Regions from separate parts of the Anas platyrhynchos genome. Here region 2 is linked to region 1. The links are chromatin contacts, called in public Hi-C maps. All regions are on one chromosome and are shown on one strand. Each heading gives the region's core, a stretch centred on a gene start, on an enhancer-like site or on the middle of the called end of the contact. The rest is flanking DNA. Distances are from core to core; before and after follow the strand shown.

Region 1 (4,185 bases), core at 755-3,254:
GGATGGCACTGCAAACCACCCTTTTGTGTTATGGGAAGGGCATCTCTATCATAAAATGCAAATAGCCTTGCCACCCATGAACAGGACCGACCTTGTGTGTGATTTAGCCTTACATCGCTGGAGAAGGATATTAAAAAACTTCCTCCTGAAATGAACAAGCCAGCTAAAGCAAGTGCAGTGTTTTCCTTTTCCAGCTCAGCAACTGAAACATTGGTAGCCTGTATCTTGGGAGGATGATGGATCTAGCAAGGATATAGAGCATCCTGGGACAAGCAGACCACAAATTGTGATTGCTAGCTATTTTCAGAGCATGAAAAATAATAAAGAGGAAAGCTCATATGCAAGGGTAAAGCAGAAGTACTTTAATAGAGGTAGGCAATGCCTCTACCTTAAGCATCTGCAGGACAGTTACTAAGGAAAAACACAAAAAAATCAGCCTTCAGAGGAAGTCCAATGTTTTCTGTCACATTAAGTATCTTATAACTTTCTTACATATTTATACAGTCAGAATGCTGCTTAGTTAAGTACTACCTACTTTTTTTTGATGTTGGGGCAAAGCTTCAGCACATCCTCCTTGCAAGCCATTTTAAACTTGTACGAGAACCTAAAATCTTTCATTTGAACCTGCAGGAGAGAAAAGAAATTAGAAATGTTGGTCACCTGGAAGAAAAAAAAAAAGTACATGCTGCCTGAAAGGATGCTTGTTGAATCACACAATCAGCAGATGCTCCTGGCCACAACTTATCCACGTGGAAGCAAGGGGAATGAAGAAGCTGGGACCCTGCCTACCGTATGCCAGGCTGGAGGAGGGCCTGGGGATAAACCATCTCCAGAAGTGACCATTTACGACCAGGCATGCAAGTACAGTTGTCTGAACTCACAAAAGCAACTTCAATACAGTTGGAAATCAATCTCAGAAAAGGAAAGGGTTTCATAATTAGCTAATTCCTGTCAACACCCTCAACACACACAGCCAGTTTCCACTGATAGCACAGAAAAGCACTACTCACCAGCTGGAAATGAGTAACTCCGATGGCACATTTTTCGTTCATTTCCTTCTGGTGTTTGTTCTGTATTAGACACTCCATCAGGTCCCCAGAATCAATCTGGTTATCTGCAACCTCCTGAAGGACACACAAAAGGCTTAAAAAAATGAGCTACTCCCTCCAAGTCATGATTTTTTACACTCCTTTAGCCCACTGCGACCAGGAAATAATTGAGAGCAGTGGAATTTACAGTCTCACTCTCATGAGCTTACACTCACCATCAACTGACCACGTAGCACACAAGCATTTATACAGTTCAGAAAAGAATTGTCTCAGACATATGCATGCTTTACACTCATGAGAAAACAATGCAGAGGCTCAATGCCTACATGAAATATTACATTTAGGTGCCTCTACTGCTCTGTAACTACTCAATCCTAGAGCAATGTAAGAAGCTATTTCAGCAATGTGAGCAGCTGCACACAGAGGAGTGGCTGAATGCAGTGCTCGGGGGCAAGGGGAAGGAAAAGCTTAATTTCCAATCTACTGTGAAGAGTAACTTTAAAATTGCCCTGTAATTGGAAATCTTCCATCTCCAGCTTTTGTGCTGGGGCTGACAACAGCAAAAGTACCACATGGAGCTAAGAATTCCTGTGTTGGTCCCCCCCCAGCCCCCATCAAAGACTTCTGTAACTGCTTACTTCTGATTTTACCTCTGGAGAGCAGAAAGTACGCCAAGAACTAATAATACAACCTCTAACCTTTCCCTCAGTGCTCTTTCCCAAAGATATTCAGACTGCTAAGCACTCACGTGACAGAAGGTCTGGATAATAGGCTCGCACGCTCTCATCAACAAGGCTTCGATTTGAATGTCCTGCAGAAAAAAATACACTATTTCATTTTCACAGTAAATGGACAAGGAAAAAACTGAAAAAAAAAACTGTCACAAGTTAACTGGAGCCAGTGTAGAGGGCCTTTGTTCAGCTGCAATTCAGCCAGCTCCACCCTTCAGTTCTGGAAATGCTGAAGTTCACTGCTGCCAGCAATGTGGCAAACGCACGACAAGCCTTCCAGACTAAGGGACAAGCTTGGCCTCCACAGATTCAAAACTCACTGCTTGGATAATTTAGTCTGTCTCCTCCAAATCGGATACTGCAGCACCAGAAGGCACCCTACACTCGGGTAGGAGTTAAAAATTAATGGTAGTTCTGAGCAAACCATTTTGTAACGCTGGAAGGAAGTGTCCCCTAGGGCACAGTGTTGACTGAAGAGGTACAGGGAACAATTTGGTGCAAGACAGTCAAACACGCAGCTTCCGAAAGCAAACAAAGCTGCTGACCTCACTGAAAAACCCTACACGACACACCTGGTAGTTATTTCCTGCAAAATATTTGGGACCCAGGGGGAAGTTGCAACATGGTACTCAAAATTACTTGCAAGTAGAACAAAAAATGAAATCCCAGAAATGTTTTCCTCACCCCTGGAAGTGTTTAAGGCCAGGTCGGACAGAGCTTTGAGCAACCTGGTCTAGTGGAAGGTGTCTCTGTGCATGGCAGGGGGTTGGAACTGGCTGAGCTTTAAGGTCCCTTCCAACCCAAACCATTCTATGATATTTTGACTTGTACTAAAGGCGACTGGGTTACCTGCTCGAGACATCCTAGCTTCAGTGCCACAAGCTACCATAGGCTGGTGATGGCATTTCTCCTGCTTACAATCCTTAACTGCTGTTCCATTCTCTTCCTCAAGAACCTCACATGAAAACTAACACTGTACAGGGTAAAAGAGATGGCCTCTGCTTAATCTCAGAAATGTGCATTTCTGCAGCTACCTTTATTTATTTTTTTAATAGTGTCAAAATGATATTTTTAACTAGACGTGCTCAACTCTCTCCTGAATTGCAGGCTGGAAACTGCTCACCTCAGACTCCAGCTCAGTAAGGTTTCCCACTATGTCTCTGCAATCAGACACCAAGTCGTCAAGATGGTCCTGAAGGCATTCCAGCTCCTATTAAAACAGACATTTCAGCGTGTGGTCTGAGAAACCAAGTTCAAAATTCAGGCTTGAAAGTGCAACACATAAAAAACTGCCTTCCTTTTCATAAAGTCTTAAATCTCATTTAATGCTGCCCCTGCGACTGGCACTCATAGTTCAGGCTCCTAAATGCTCAGCACCATCTTCTTTCCTACCTTTGCCTTTTACAGTATCATTTGGTGAAAAGAATCAGCAGTCCTGCAGCTTTACTTGCACAATAAATGGAGGATTACAGGCAATATCCCCAGAATCTGCACTCTGGCAGCAAGTGTTAGAACCGAAATGCTGTCAATACGCTGATCTTTCATTTCTCAAGGAGAAGCCTCCCAAAATAGCATATTATGTGAAAGCAGTTAAACAGTTGCTTTGAGCCACTATCGGTATTTTCTTTTTGATTAGTAACAGTTCTGAATACGGGGAACATGGTATTTTTCTATCTGATAACAACATATTCGCTTAAAAACCACGTTTTTTTCTATTCAAATGAATAACATGCCAAAAATTTTTCTTAAGTTGTACAGTTTTTGCATGTTGCACAAACACACCAGTTTGAATTCCCCAGACTCGGTGCTGCTGGATTTTGTTTAGGTTTTGCTTTGTTTTACAGGGCAGCGGGTATGTGCAGAGAGTGACTGAGAGCACCGGTCTAAAACGTTGCCGCAGTTCTCAGAAGCCGCACGAAGCACTTTCACTTCTGGAATATCACATTTAGTTTGCCCTTTGCATAACCTTAATGAGGAGTTAATTACCCAAACTTCCAGTCTGCAATAGACACTTCAAAAAGTCAATGGTGTATGCTCTGCTGCATCTGCTGGCGAATGGCTCCTTCCCTACAGCTATGCTAGGGCACAGCAATTTAACATGAAAGTATTTGTTGAAACTTTGTTAAAGAGCAGCAGATGTTAGCTCAGCTCTCTATAAACACAGGAAGCATGTCAGTATTTGCCAAATGGGAACGGGATAAAGTTTATGTGGGAAATGTCAAGCTCGTAATAGAGTATTACAAATAAGAGTCAGGGTGGGGTTGCTACAATGAAGTCCTTCTCGTTAGCTGTCCCCTTTCCCCATCTCATTCCTCTCACGTCGCTGCAGCCGTGCTGTCGGTGCAAAGCTTCTTCAGACGCCCTCAGTCTCAGCCTAGTGTAGTTTATGTTTCAAACTGCATGCA
Region 2 (4,185 bases), core at 1,090-3,589, 210 kb after region 1:
ACTCAGCCACAAGGCACAACAGGCAGCACCTGAACACCAGCCATTTGCTTTCTCCCTGGGTTTTCCAGCCGTCAGGAAGGTGGAAATTTCTCCTACGCTTGCATTCAGGGTTGTTCCAACCCGGCATGCTGCTCTTGAGCCTCCCTGCAGCTTAAAGAAAAAAAAATAATCGTGCTACAGCCCAACACTGCACATGCCCAGGACTTGTTACTTCAAGAAATACCATCATTGTTCTCAGCCCGGGCGGGTTGGCGATGAACAGACGTCTGCATTGTCCACCGGCTGCCTGGGGGCTTACAGCAACAGCACTGGAGTGCAGCTCCCAAAAGGGCATCAAAGCTGCTGCCTGGAGCAGGTCAAAGAACCCTTTATCTACCTTTGCTGATAACCGGTGGGAGACGCTACAAAAAGACCAAAAAGAGAGGGCATAAAATGAGTATTTCTTGGAGATTCCTAGAAAAATGAGTGGTCTCCAGCAGGCATTAAATAAATCAGGTTCCTCAGCTCTCTGCCTTGGGGAGAACCAGCGCCCTTGGGCACCTGGAGAGAGCACAGCCCTGTAATCGACCCAGACAGGGGGTCCCTCAGTGCCCCCAGGACTGTGCTCGCTCCGCAGAGCGCAGTGCCGAGGGCTCTGGGGCAAAGCCAACCGGGCAGCAGCCCAACACACCGGGAAGGCTTTGAAACTCCGCAGATAGGGAAATGAAGCACTCCACGGCTTGGCAGAGCGGATTAGAGCACTCCGGAGAGCCCCAGACAGCCTGCAGCTTGTTCAAGGTGCCCTTTCTGCTCAGCCCGTGCACCAGATCCTCGAGGCTCTGGGCTGCAAGACAGGAATGAGGGGAGTGAAAATCTGGGAGCTTCCTCATCTCCACACCAGGACAGCAAGAGCTGAAGTGCAAGCCAGCCCCCAAACCAGAACCCGGAGGAGGAACCCCCCGGCTGGCACGGCCACGCTCGCTCAGGGACCACTCTGGAAACAAACAGAGGAACAGTTGCAGGGAGTGCTGCCAACCGGAGGGGTTATCGCTCCCTTCGAGAGCTCACATTCGCACCAACACCTCCTTTAAGGCCCAGAGCCAGCATTTTGAGTCGGTAACTTTCCCATTTAATCCTAATTGCTCGACTTCACGTCTTGATCCCCAGCGAGCCAGCCTGGGCTTGCCTGTTTTCTAAGCCTAGCCCTGCACGAGGCTGACAACCCAGCAGCAGATCAAAGTTTTGGCTAACAAACCCACTGGAAAATATTGCTCTGCTGATTTTTCCATGAATGGAGCCACCAGTATGGGATTTTCCATGAATGAAGCCACCAGCAGCACTGCCCAAAAGCAGGGTGCTCCCCTCCACCGACCGTCCCTCCAGCCCCACTTCGCTGGCTCCTTTTTAATGAAGAACGGCTCAGCTGCACTTTTTTTTTTTGTTGACATGGGAAAAAGCGAGGAAAGGGAGTGTGGGAAAGCAAGCTGATGTAACCAACACAAGCATCTGCTACGGGGGAGACGCCGGAGGGACGTGGTGCAGCTCGGTTAATGCGCAAGGAGGCACGATAAAAGCAAAAGAAGGCAGGAGTGGAAACAATCTGCTTGGTAGGCTCCCCCCCAAGCCATGGCACAGCTGGGAACAGGATCCACCTCCAATCCCAAGCTTTAACCTTAAAAAAAAGGCTTCCCCTCTCACCTCATTGCAGCCAGACCGCGGCTAACAGGGGAAGGTGTGGGGGCTTCCCTCCATAACCTTGCGAGGGGCCTGGAATACAAATACAGCTGGCTTCGTTCCCCATTAGCAGTTAATTTCCTCAATCATTTTCACAGAGGGAGAAGGAGAAAACGCTCGCGATCTAAGAGATGAAAGCAAATGAAAATAAGCCTCATAAAAACCTGCGCTGCCCTAAGGGAAAACGGCCCCACGACTTTCATTGGGGAAACTATCAAAGGCCCCGCTCTGGTGGGGGGTTGTTTGTATTTTATAAGACAGATGCTTTAGGGAGTCTAAGTCCTCAAATAGCTGACATTCCTTTCTGCTGAACCTCCAGCAAGGCTGGAAAAAAAGAAACAGCTGATCCCAGTTAGTCCAGCCCGGGGATTCAGCTCAGCCACATCAAGACTGAGGACTGAAGCACAGCATGGAGCCGTACGGGCACCACTGGACTTTTTTCCAACACGATGCCATCACCCCGAGCAAAACCATCCGCACACGTGCTGGCATATCAAGGCTGCAGGACAGCAGGGGCTGGAGCTAGAAATCTCATTCATTTCTGCTGCAAACCAGAGGCCAGGGCAGACGGCGTTGACTCATTCTGCCTGAGAACGAGCACAGACTGCTCCTGGGAAACTATTTGCGAGGAGGATGTGTAGTGCACGTTTCGCTTTCGGTCTGGGACATTGGGTACGGGACTGGCTCCACGAGATCCCAGAGGGTGAGGGCGTTTGGCAATCCTAACGCACAGGCGTGTGGCAATCGGCGTGGGTTTGTGGAGGAGGAGGAGGAAGAAGAGGAGGACCCTTCTCTTCCACACCGACCCAGCCATCGTTTTCCAAATTTCCAAGCTTCCCTTTCCCTGCACACGCAAGCACCTTGCCACGCTGATCCCCATGGGGTAATTAATCCCAGTGCACCTTGCAAATAGGCCAAAGTACTCAAAAAAAAGCACACGGCCTCATTACTGCATTGATTCTGAGTGGATTTGCATGAACCAGTGGACAGACACTAACAAGGAATAATTAAATCAAACCAAAAAAAAAAAAAAGGATTTAAGACCTAAATAGAAATTGTTCACTTGGAGCAGCCACTGCCACATTTAATCTTTCACAACCAAAGTATATGAATAGGAAATAAGTGGAACTAGCTCTAGGGCACACGAATATTGCCCCTGGCTGGTTCATCCTGTTGTGCACAGAGAAATATGCTGTGTACTACTCACGTCCAGACGTTTGGCTGCAGTGCAAGGGGCTGGGACTTCTCGGTCTGAGAGAACAGCACTCTCTGGAGCACAGCACGGGAAGCGCAGGAGGAAGCTGACTGAAATCCCTACCAAGAACAGAGCCATTCAGCTGCTCCAGTGACTATTTAAAAAAATACAACACCTCCAGCTACCCAGAAGGTCGTGATTATTGGCTTTATTTGCATCCCCGTTCAGCCCCTACATGTAAAACGTGCAAGTTTTCGCTAAATAACCAGTTGGTGCTGAGCTGGAATTGGAATGCAAATTCCTGCTTTCTGAAGGAAAAAGGCCTCAGGGGCTGCTGTGAAATGAGGCTGCTCCCCGGAGGCACGAGTGCTGCAGCAATGGCTCAAGATCACCTGAGGTTCGGAGAACCTGAGGAGCCTGTGCCTGCCTCACCAGTGCCCGTTTCAGATCCCAGGGAACCAGTGTTAGACACAAAGGGACCCAGATAGCTCCAGCCAGGTCATGCAGAAGGAGAATCTTTTGCAAGAAAAGCTTCAGATGCAAAGCAGCCTCTAGAAGCAGCCAGGCTCGAGGGGAAGCGTAGCTTCCAAATTACATTAACGAGTCAGATGCTGCAAACAGGCTCAAGGTCCTCCAAGGACAGCACAAGGAGCTGACCCATCCGTCTCCTCCCACCAGGACTGCCACCACTTCTCCTCCCGCACACGAGCTGGGAGAGGAGCCACGCACAGATGTCTTCCTGCCAAAATCCCCCTGCTCCAACAGTAGCACGCCGCACAGTAAATGACTTCCAAGAGCAAAGCCCCGAAGCTTTGCACATCATTTAACGGCCAGCCTACGTGAGCTGCCCTGTTGGAGACTAGAAGAATAAAGCACTCACGGCGAAGAGGCTGGAGGTTATCTTGCTCTCTTTGCTCGGGGCAAGCATTTGTCTCCGGGGCAGAGCTCTCGTGCACTGTTCCTGCTGCCAGCTCTTGCACTGAGGTCCAAACCCTCATGGACCAAGCACCAAACCTACCGAAAGCCATGGGAATGGCACTGCTCACTTCAAAGTCAGATTTCACCCTGCCTTTCTACCGGGCTGCAAGGCGTGAAGAGGCCCAGGAGGTCACGCATCCACCGCTGTAATTCCAGGCAGGATCAGACAGAGAAGCAACAGCTGGGCTGAGCGAGCAAGTCCACATTTAATTACAAGCGGTTTCGGTAATGAGCGAACGCGAGAACAAAGCCAGAGCAAAACCTCCCTTTTTCATCCTGGCTCCCGTTCAGGCCGTGTA

Evidence for each region. Hi-C and Micro-C count contacts between places; a contact is called where the count stands out from the background.
Region 2: a Hi-C map of skeletal muscle shows a contact between it and region 1, with 3 times the contacts expected there. The contact joins two enhancer-like sites. A contact is called at or near these places in 2 of 8 Hi-C or Micro-C datasets (skeletal muscle and subcutaneous adipose tissue).

The regions. Positions count from the first base shown.
Region 1 is chr12:12,848,502-12,852,686 of IASCAAS_PekinDuck_T2T, forward strand. GLG1 (golgi glycoprotein 1) reads right to left here. Exons shown (of 26, transcript XM_072044039.1): 13 at 2,904-2,990; 14 at 1,798-1,860; 15 at 1,011-1,124; 16 at 536-624. Among named protein-coding and RNA genes, the nearest start is that of PDPR, 16 kb to the left of the region's middle. Within about 2 kb of position 2,005, at least 5 of the 8 cell types and tissues checked have an H3K27ac peak or open chromatin away from gene starts, as enhancers often do. A contact at or near this core is called in subcutaneous adipose tissue, where this site is marked.
Region 2 is chr12:13,053,447-13,057,631 of IASCAAS_PekinDuck_T2T, forward strand. The region is part of intron 5 of CFDP1 (craniofacial development protein 1); the gene reads right to left. Among named protein-coding and RNA genes, the nearest start is that of CFDP1, 21 kb to the right of the region's middle. Within about 2 kb of position 2,340, at least 7 of the 8 cell types and tissues checked have an H3K27ac peak or open chromatin away from gene starts, as enhancers often do. A contact at or near this core is called in subcutaneous adipose tissue, where this site is marked.